Regions from separate parts of the Bombyx mori genome. Here region 2 is linked to region 1. The links are chromatin contacts, called in public Hi-C maps. All regions are on one chromosome and are shown on one strand. Each heading gives the region's core, a stretch centred on a gene start, on an enhancer-like site or on the middle of the called end of the contact. The rest is flanking DNA. Distances are from core to core; before and after follow the strand shown. Region 1 overlaps LOC101742987 (FYVE, RhoGEF and PH domain-containing protein 3). Region 2 holds the start of LOC101735520 (alpha-tocopherol transfer protein-like).

Region 1 (4,624 bases), core at 1,440-3,939:
GTCTGTGTTAATGCCGGAGTACAAATTCCGTAGGGATATACCAATTTTTCTGAGGCAATACATAATATGTTATATACTTAGCGCGTGTTCACGAATGGTTCTCACGATGAAAGAATAACATCGTGAAACAAAATTCAAACACGCAAAATTCATAAATTTGCGTTATTACTGGCTCGCAGCTGTAGGTATAGAGGATACCTAATAAGGTATCATCTAATAAATCCATGTAGGTATCAATAAAGTTTAGACATCGACAAAATATTCATAGATTCTAAATTGTCGACTGGAAAAGATTTAAAATGTAATGTAATTATTACTTTACGATTAAACTTGTTTTTAATTGGTACATGAAAAGTTCCTACTCATTAAATTTGTTTTTGGGACCTAAAACTATTTGGCTTTTCCTCGGTTTAACTGACCCTCATTGTTCTGTTTTTTCATTTCATTTTTCATTGTTATAGCCACATTAATTGGAGTGAGTAACTGGAAAATAAATAAAAAAGAAAGTAGGTACATTATTCTATGTATCACCTGATATGCTGTTATTAGTTTTTTTTTTGTTTTTTATTGCTTACATGGGTGGACGAGCTCACAGCCCACCTGGTGTTAAGTGGTTACTGGAGCCCATAGACATCTACAACGTAAATGCGCCACCCACCTTGAGATATAAGTTCTAAGTTCTCAGTATAGTTACAACGGCTGCCCGACCCTTCAAACCGAAACGCATTACTGCTTGACGGTAGAAAGAGGCAGGGTGGTGGTACCTACCCGTGCGGACTCACAAGAGGTCCTACCACCAGTAATATGTTATGAGTTCAATAATAGATCGATTGGTATTTTTGTAGCATTACCTAAACCTTCTGAACCAAGGTCGACTGCTTCGTCAGAACGAGTTCTACGCTATGGACACGGCTCGGCGCTGGCGACAGCTCATGAGGATATTCCTCTTTGACAAACTCGTTCTCATCACTGCTGTCTATAGGAAGGTACGTTAATTTATTTTATCACCACATCATATACGCCATATGACAAATGTTTTTGAGCAGGCAAAAATAATTAGTAGCACGTATGTTCTCCCGAAAGGAGCTCTATTTTTAACCGACTTCAAAAAAGGAGGAGGTTCTCAATTCGACTGTATGTAATTTTTTTAATGTTTGTTACCTCTATAACTTTTGACTGGGTGAATCGATTTTAATGATTCTTTTTTTATTAGAAAGCTGACGCTTCCCGTGTGGTCCAGTTTTGATAATGGTATCCACGAGAAAACCATATAAGCCTTAAATTTGCATTAAGTACGTGCGCGACAAATAGATGAATAACTCAATAACTCAATATCATGCCAACCGATTTCGATGATTATTGTATTTAGTGTATATATATTAATTTGTTTTGGAATTTCTTTTTTTTTCTATTTGAAGTCGGTTTTTGTTAAAGCATGGCTATTTACAATTATATTTAAGAATATTCATACTAGAAAGATAACATAATGTAAAAATTTACTAGACGATTAATCAATTGAACGAGACAATATTGGGATAGGTCAAAGTGCAGGGTATTATATGTATTACTAGCGACCGGCGCTCGCTTCGCTTCGGAAACATTAAATTTTAGTTGAGTCCCGCGATGTTACCCGCGGTTATTGTCGTACCGCGGGTAACGCCGCGGGGCGAAGCTAGCCTAAAAAAAGTAGCCTAAGTTACTCTTTATATCATCAGCTACCTGTCAGTGAAAGTCCCGTCAAAATCGGTCCAGCCGTTCCAAAGCCGGAACAAACAAACAGACAGTCAGACAAAAATTGTAAAAAATGTTATTTTGGTGTATATAACGTATATATATTCATATGCATGTAGTAAAAAGCAGTTATTTCAATATTACAAACAGATACTGCAATTTTATTTATATGTATAGATAAAAAGGTCTATCTATCGCGCGTTCACTAATAAACCCACAATGAAGGAATATTGTCGTGCAATGTAAATCAATCGCTACGAACGTGAATACTAGTACAATGACCTACTTGACTTACTCGAAGAACTCGTTGAAGAGTTTGAACTGATGCTTAGCCCCTAACAGCAATTATTTGAGTTTCTCGCCAGATCTAATCCGCGGGTAGCGATTCCGATTAATTAGTAGATGCACTAGCAGATTAGCTGTCCTCGACTGTTAGGAATTTTCAGAGACATTCGGGTCTTTGCTAATAAACCCCACTCCCAACAGTCTATCACCAGTCTCTCCTACCATCCCAAAGCTATAATACTCCTTACTGTTGTACAGTAACAATGGGTTCCACTAACAACTTAACACCAGATGGGCTGTGAGCTTGTCTGTCCCCGTCTATAGCTGTAATAGTTTTCCTAACGGCATTTATATCGATAGTTTTGAGAACTTTAGTTTTGAGCTTTAGATTTCATTGCAGGGAGACCGTCATATAACGACAGAAAACTTTAGTTCTCGAACAGTAGTTTCATAACAATATAGGTAACGACTGTTCTTTTCTTTTAACCGCGATAAAATTTGTTTTTACGTTTCAATTTGTTTTCATCGTCAAAATTTATTGTTGTTCCGAAGTTTTGTTTGTTTTTATTTCATTAAAAAAAAAAAAAAAAAAAGCATTGATATTTACGAAGCTCCCGAATAGTTATTCAATGACTCACATGTTGATAACAATAAAATGGTTAGTTTTAATATTTATGCACAATTGGAGCCGACATGGTCGGGCATGATAAGAGTCTATTGTCGTATGAACGTTTATATTGTAAATTTTATATGTAGTTATGACCATTAGAATGTTATTTCCCTAAAAAAAAAGATGAAGGGGGAAATCCTTGTTTAAATATAACGTTTTTTTTTTTAATTCGAATTATAAATTATCTAGAAACGGATGATATAGTGGGATCGGGCATATGTAAATTCAACGAATATAATATCATATTATGAGCAATCATTTGGATTAAGCAATAGTTATTGTGTCGGATTTCGATGGTTTTTTTATCAAGTAACGGGTATTTAGTGGTGGTAGGTCGTATCGTGAAGTTCTGTATATTACTGCCGCGAAGTAATAAGCCATGCCCACTGAGTTTCTCGCCCGGTCTTCTCAGTGGGTCGCGTGTCCGATCCGGTGGTAGATTCAGCGAAGCACTGCTCTTGCTAGGGTCAGTGTTAGCATCAATCCGGTTTGAGCCCCGTGAGCTCACCTACTACGTAAGGTTACGCTGAAGTAGCCTCTCAAGGCTATCAGCTTTGGTAGGAAGACAAAATAAGCCATTGCTTGGGGGTGGTGACAGCCGTTTCTGCCTAGGCATGGACACCTCGTATGAGGTAAGGGCCGGCCCGAAAAAATAGTAATTGAAACAAGGCGGGTGGCAATATTCACGTGATTTCTATGGAGTTCGTTTACCTTTTATTACCTTAAGATCGGGCAGCTCCGAAATCTGCCAAAAATCTACCACACTGTTCCTGTTCACACCGATGCAATTCATCATTCTAATTTGCGTCAGCATTTTTATGACGTCTATAAACTCCGGTGGCTGCAAGAGGGCCTTAGTTAAGAAGTATAACAAAAAAAAAAAAAAAACAGAAAGTTTCATAGCCATAGAAATTACTTAATTGGCATTTATTTACTCTTTATCTCTGATAGAAATGGTGTTTAGTAACGACATGCACTTCATGGTTCATTTGAAGTAGCAGATATGACACAATGAAACATTTAACTGCGACGTCGCGCCACTGCGGCGGCGGCGCGTCGTCGATAGGATGATGACGATTCATATCCTGCGTGCTGTGTGTATTGTTTAAAACAGCCTAGTTACATATAATATGACGTAATAGATTATAGAAATGCTCAATTAATGTCTAAAAAAAAATTATTCCGTAGATGGGCAGACGATATCAAGGTACACATGCCACTCAGTGGTAGCTCATGCAAAAACATTGTGACTGTCGCCATCAAACTTAAGACATGAGTTCTTAATAGCACTGTAATAAAGTTCACTCTGTACGCAGTTCAGAAAACAAACAATCATTGCTTCGCGCCGGAAATAAGTCGAATTGTGGTAAATAGATTCACAATGTACTCTGCCACCAATAATTTAGACGTTCAATCGAATTTGTTTGTATTTTGTTTCACGACACAGCTCGTCTTTGAGTTCTTGAGATCATGGGATGATTAAAATATACATATATCATGGATTCTACTAGATGATGACCGCTTGTTTTTTTTTTTTTTTGATAACGCCATCTTGTGTCTTTAAAGCGGTTAGTTGCCCTCAATTAAGAAAAATAGTATTATTATTCGCCAATAGATGTCGGGAAGAGTTGATTATTGAAAACACGAATAAAACAACATTTTCTGAAAATAAATCGTAGCTAGATCGATTTATCGCCCCCGAAATCCCCTGTATACTAAATTTTATGAAAATCGTTGGAGCCGTTTCCGAGATTCAGATTATATATACACAAGAATTGTTTCTTTAAAGGTATAAGATTCGACAGTTTAATAAGGCAATAGGTGAAATAAAACAATTTTAAAAGAAAAAAACATTACCCTCTGAAGCTTATTTGGTCGAACGGGGAAATCACAACTGGTTTAATCAGAGAACGGAGGCAACTAAGTCGTGCTTATCTT
Region 2 (4,624 bases), core at 1,345-3,844, 33 kb before region 1:
GGCCACGACGACTTCAGAAGTTGAAGTGCTTATTCAGTGTTTGAAGTAGTGTACATACATTTTTGAATATCAGCGTGGTTATTCAATTGCTGTCGTGGGATTAAAACTATTGTTTTAGTATTTATTCCATACGTTTAGTTTAGTATATCGTATATAAATTTGAAAGTTGAATAACAAACTACGAAGATTATGTTTCTTATATTTTATAGCAGAGGGAAGACTGAGAAAGCATAATATCTTATTACCTTCATCGAAAGTCAAAACAAGATCGACCATGCAACATTCTTACATCAGATAATTGGCTTAAACTTACCAACGTTTCAGATTCAAGGTTGCGGTTCCAACTATGAAGACATTTATGAAAATCTTCCGAAATCTATTCTCCCCGAGGTATATGGAGGAACTGACGGCAGCGTGCAAGAATTGATAGGTTTTTTTTTTATCCGTAAATATATTTGTTATTGTAAACGAAGCAACACGTTCGATAAGTATTCGAAATCAAAATAAATTTGATCGGCCGGCTTATCGTTTACCAAACAAAAAAAAACCCGTTCCTTTTCAAGGGCACCGAGAGATTGTCGGTGACAATACGGATGACGAAAGCGTGTTTGTAGTAAGTACAGGTAAGTGACATGATCACTACACAAGGGGGTCGCGGGTTCGAATCCCGCCAAGGGAAGATATTTGTATGATAAATATAAATGTCTTTTCCAGAGTTATGGATGTATATTAAATATATGTACGTGTATAATAAAAATCTTACATTTATTTCCGTTATCTGGTACCTGTAACACAAGTTCTTCACGAACTTAGCACGGGACCAGTTAACGTGGCGTGATTGTTATTAAATATTTATTTATTTATTTATTATTTATAAATATTTTAGAAATTTGAGTAAATTTAGGAACTTTAGTAATTTTATTTGTTGCACAGACTACTGGAAAAATAAGGTGGAGAGCTACAGGGACTGGTTTTTACATCAGGAGCGGACTTCCTGAAGAGTTTTAAGTGGACTTGATATTAGTGAATATGATAAAAATAATTACATTTATGACGTTGGTGATGGCCGGAGTTGTTTTAAAAAATATTTATCTTAAAATACTTATTAATAATTAATACTAATTTATTTATTTATCATTTAAATATTCTAGATTAACATTAAGCTAGACATGTAATATAACGGACGGTTTTATGAATTATTTGTTTCAATTTTATTCCTATTTTTTATTGTCTTCGTGGGCCGGTAAGCATACGACCCATCTGATGGTGAATGGTAACCGTCGCTCATCGACATCAGCAATGGTAGAGGCATAGCCATGCATCTGCATACCGCTAAGTACTCTCCGAACGTCTCGTTTGAAGAAGGACATGTCATAGCGCTCAGGAAGCACCGTAGAAGGAAGTCCATTCCAGAGCCGAAAGGTACGCGGTAGAAGATGTTCTGTGTGCTTAGTGCGAGTATTTTAAACGTTCTGGATAGCGTAAAAGTTAACCCAATTTTGTATGCAATTGGAACAGTGCCCCTTACGACAAACGTAGGCAAACGATCCCATTCCATACAAATATGAGCTAACTTTTACGCTATCGAGAACGTTAAAAAATTCGCACTAAGCGCACTGGATATGAACTGTCGATGAACGCAGCGGTACCAGATAGTATTGATGAATTCTGTTTCGGTGGCGGGAGGTGTGATGGTAAAAAGGCGATGCAGGGATGCAGGGAATTTGTTCGAGATGATCCTTCCTATATGAAGTCAAATCGTAGTATCTGGCTTCTCTGGCTCAGAGAGGAAACAGTGTTTCATGCGAGGTTGGACGTGTCCTATGTAAAGAAAGTCTTTATCCAGACGTAAAACATTGCTTTGTCGAGAGCTTCCGGAAATTGAAATGACTGTCACCCAAAGAACTCCAATTATTCCGGAACGTTGCAGAGATACTGCGACTTGGCATTGCGACGCTTATTTTGAAGACACGTCTTTTAATCGATTTTGATTTAAAAGTACCCAGTTTTAATTGTGAGCATAATACGCCACTACGGTTGCCGGCGATCCTAAATGGCACAATCTAAAATACACAAATGCTTCGAGGCAGAGATAGCCTGTGTATCCACTGGTGAGATTATAAATATTGAGGTTATGAGAACATTGTGAAGGTTATTTATTTCATACAGATCACATTTAAGTAAACATTTTGGATATTTCTAAAATTACAACATTATTCCATGTTTCATTAAACCTGCTTGCCTATCAAATTTGAGTCCTACGTACATGTGTGTGTGTGTGTGTGTGTGCGTGTTATTATTTGCTATATTGTTACACACGCAGCTAACCCACTGTTAGATAACATAAATCGCTAGAATTGAGTGTTGCTATTTAGAATTCATAGACCACTTTATATCTGTGCTTCTAATTTATTCGTATAATATTATTACGGTAAACGGTATTGTAGAGACATCTGCAGACCTATTTGTGATTTAAAATTTGTTATCAAATTAAAGTTTTGTACATAATTAAAATGTGTATGTCATTTAAATATTAGATTAGTTTATACAAAGGTGATATAACGTGATTCGATTAACATATGGATAAATGAAAATCTGATTGAAAGAGGTTAGTAAAATATTATTGTTTTCAATTGTTTAAATATTAGTTTTACTATTTAATTTTATACTCCTCTTTACTTATGAGTTACTTAATGTTTTCAATTTATATTTGATCATTTATTATTTTAACTTTTAGCACACAAAATACCTTTCTAATGGAGATACGTCCTTTATCAGATGCTCTTCGTAAGAAAGCGAGGGAAGAGATTAATGAGAATCCAGAAACACTAGTTTCGAATTTCAATGAACTGAGAGAATGGCTAAACGAACACCCGCAACTAAAATCAGAAATAATCTGTAAGTTCATACAATGTTATAGCAAATATTTTTAGTAAAAAAACAGAAGGATTTTTATGCTTGAATAATTTTTTCACGAGGCACTGATAAAACGCGCGATAGACGACGCGTGACTCAATGCTGAAAATCTTTATCTACTAAATCGTCTCTATATCTAAATACAACCAGATAAAACTTGTTTTAAGAATATACTGTACAGAATACTTATTTTACGCATTTTTTAGATAAAACAATCACTATGTATATGAGTACAATTTGTAGTTATCCGTGAAGTTTGAGGGCCAAGGTTAACAACAATATCGTTAACTAGATACATGTTCAGATCGAAATAGCGAATGTTAGAATAGATTGTCTAAAAAAAATAATGTATTGAATTGCTTAGTATAGTGTTCTTTAAATTTTCAAATTTTAAATTAATATTAACGTACCAAGAGAATTGTAATTATTGTTTGCTGCTAGGACTAACTTCTATGTCATTGAAGTTTTAAAATCAGGAGTCAATTTTCTTATATTCGACATTAGTGACATCTATTGAAAAACTATGAAAACTGGTTCAAGCCAATCTTGAAACCGTTTCGCTTAAATTTTGTTATAGTTCCAACCATTTACATAGGTGGCGCTATTTAAATATCTTTATGTGTTCAGATATTTCTGTAGTAACCATAGATAATACAATTACTATTTAAGAGTATTAACTGATTTTAGTTAAGTGAATATCAACGTTTAACCATGCAATTTCATACCATTAAAAACATTTTAGAAGCTTCGGGAGTGCTCGGTATTCATTTTATGGTAATGTAATGGGGATGAGCTCTGTTCGAATGGTGGGTTGGCCGATGTCGAAAAGGTGTTAACGGCATCAACTCTAACAATTATTCTATTCTGTGTGCTTAGTGCGAGTTTTTTAACGTTCTCGATAGCCTAAAAGTTAGTTCATATCATATAATATCAACTTTTACGCTGTCGAGAACGTTAAAAAACTCGCACTGAGTACACAGAACATCTTCTGCCGCGTACCTTCCGACTCTGGAACGAACTCCCCTCTACGGTGCTTCCTGAGCGCTATAACATGTCCTTCTTCCACTAAGCACACTGTTCTAATCGTGATATCTTAAATTATATTTGCTTATCAGTCTGTATTATATATTTATCAGTCTGTATATTGAAAAAGAAAAACATATGAATATAGTTTATTTTCATTCTGAAAATCTGACAGTGTCTCGGAGTGAAGCATCGAAGTGTAAAAACCCAGCAGCTTCCTCAAAAACATGTTCTTCAATTCCATTTTTAATCGTTGCTGAATTGCAAACTATACATGATGTGTAAAAAACTGAACCAGATATCCTGTAACTGGAACCTTAAGCTAAAAAAGTAATGTAGTTCATATTGCACTGAATATACGTGTATATATTATATTCACTAAAATTTGATTTTAGACCATATTATCTTCCTTACAAGTACCCTCAAGATCAATAATAAAATTAATTAAACCACAAAATTATCACAAAATTAACATCAATAATAAAGTTAATTAAATCACAAAATTAATCGCAAGTTGCTTTTTGCACTCTCGAAATCGAAGTCTGCTATAAATTTAATTGATTTCAGCTGACCAATGGTTGGTCGCTTTCCTTCGCGGCAGTAAACATAATTTGGAAAAATGCAAATCAAAAATAGAAAGGTACTACACTTTGAGCACTGCTGCACCAGAATTTTATGCAAACAG

The links. A called contact is a pair of places that touch in the nucleus more often than the background predicts.
Region 2: a contact with region 1 is called in a Hi-C map of whole pupa, with 4 times the contacts expected there. The contact joins the promoter of LOC101735520 here to the enhancer-like site in region 1. A contact is called at or near these places in 3 of 7 Hi-C or Micro-C datasets (midgut, posterior silk gland and whole pupa).

Annotation. Positions count from the first base shown.
Region 1 is chr4:7,272,071-7,276,694 of ASM3026992v2, reverse strand. It overlaps LOC101742987 (FYVE, RhoGEF and PH domain-containing protein 3), which reads left to right. Exons shown (of 8, transcript XM_038021893.2): 5 at 846-986. Among protein-coding and RNA genes, the nearest start is that of LOC134198753, 8.9 kb to the right of the region's middle. Within about 2 kb of position 2,689, at least 3 of the 8 cell types and tissues checked have open chromatin away from gene starts, as enhancers often do.
Region 2 is chr4:7,305,289-7,309,912 of ASM3026992v2, reverse strand. LOC101735520 (alpha-tocopherol transfer protein-like) reads left to right here and starts at 2,594. Exons shown (of 7, transcript XM_038010507.2): 1 at 2,594-2,608; 2 at 2,779-2,898; 3 at 4,507-4,624.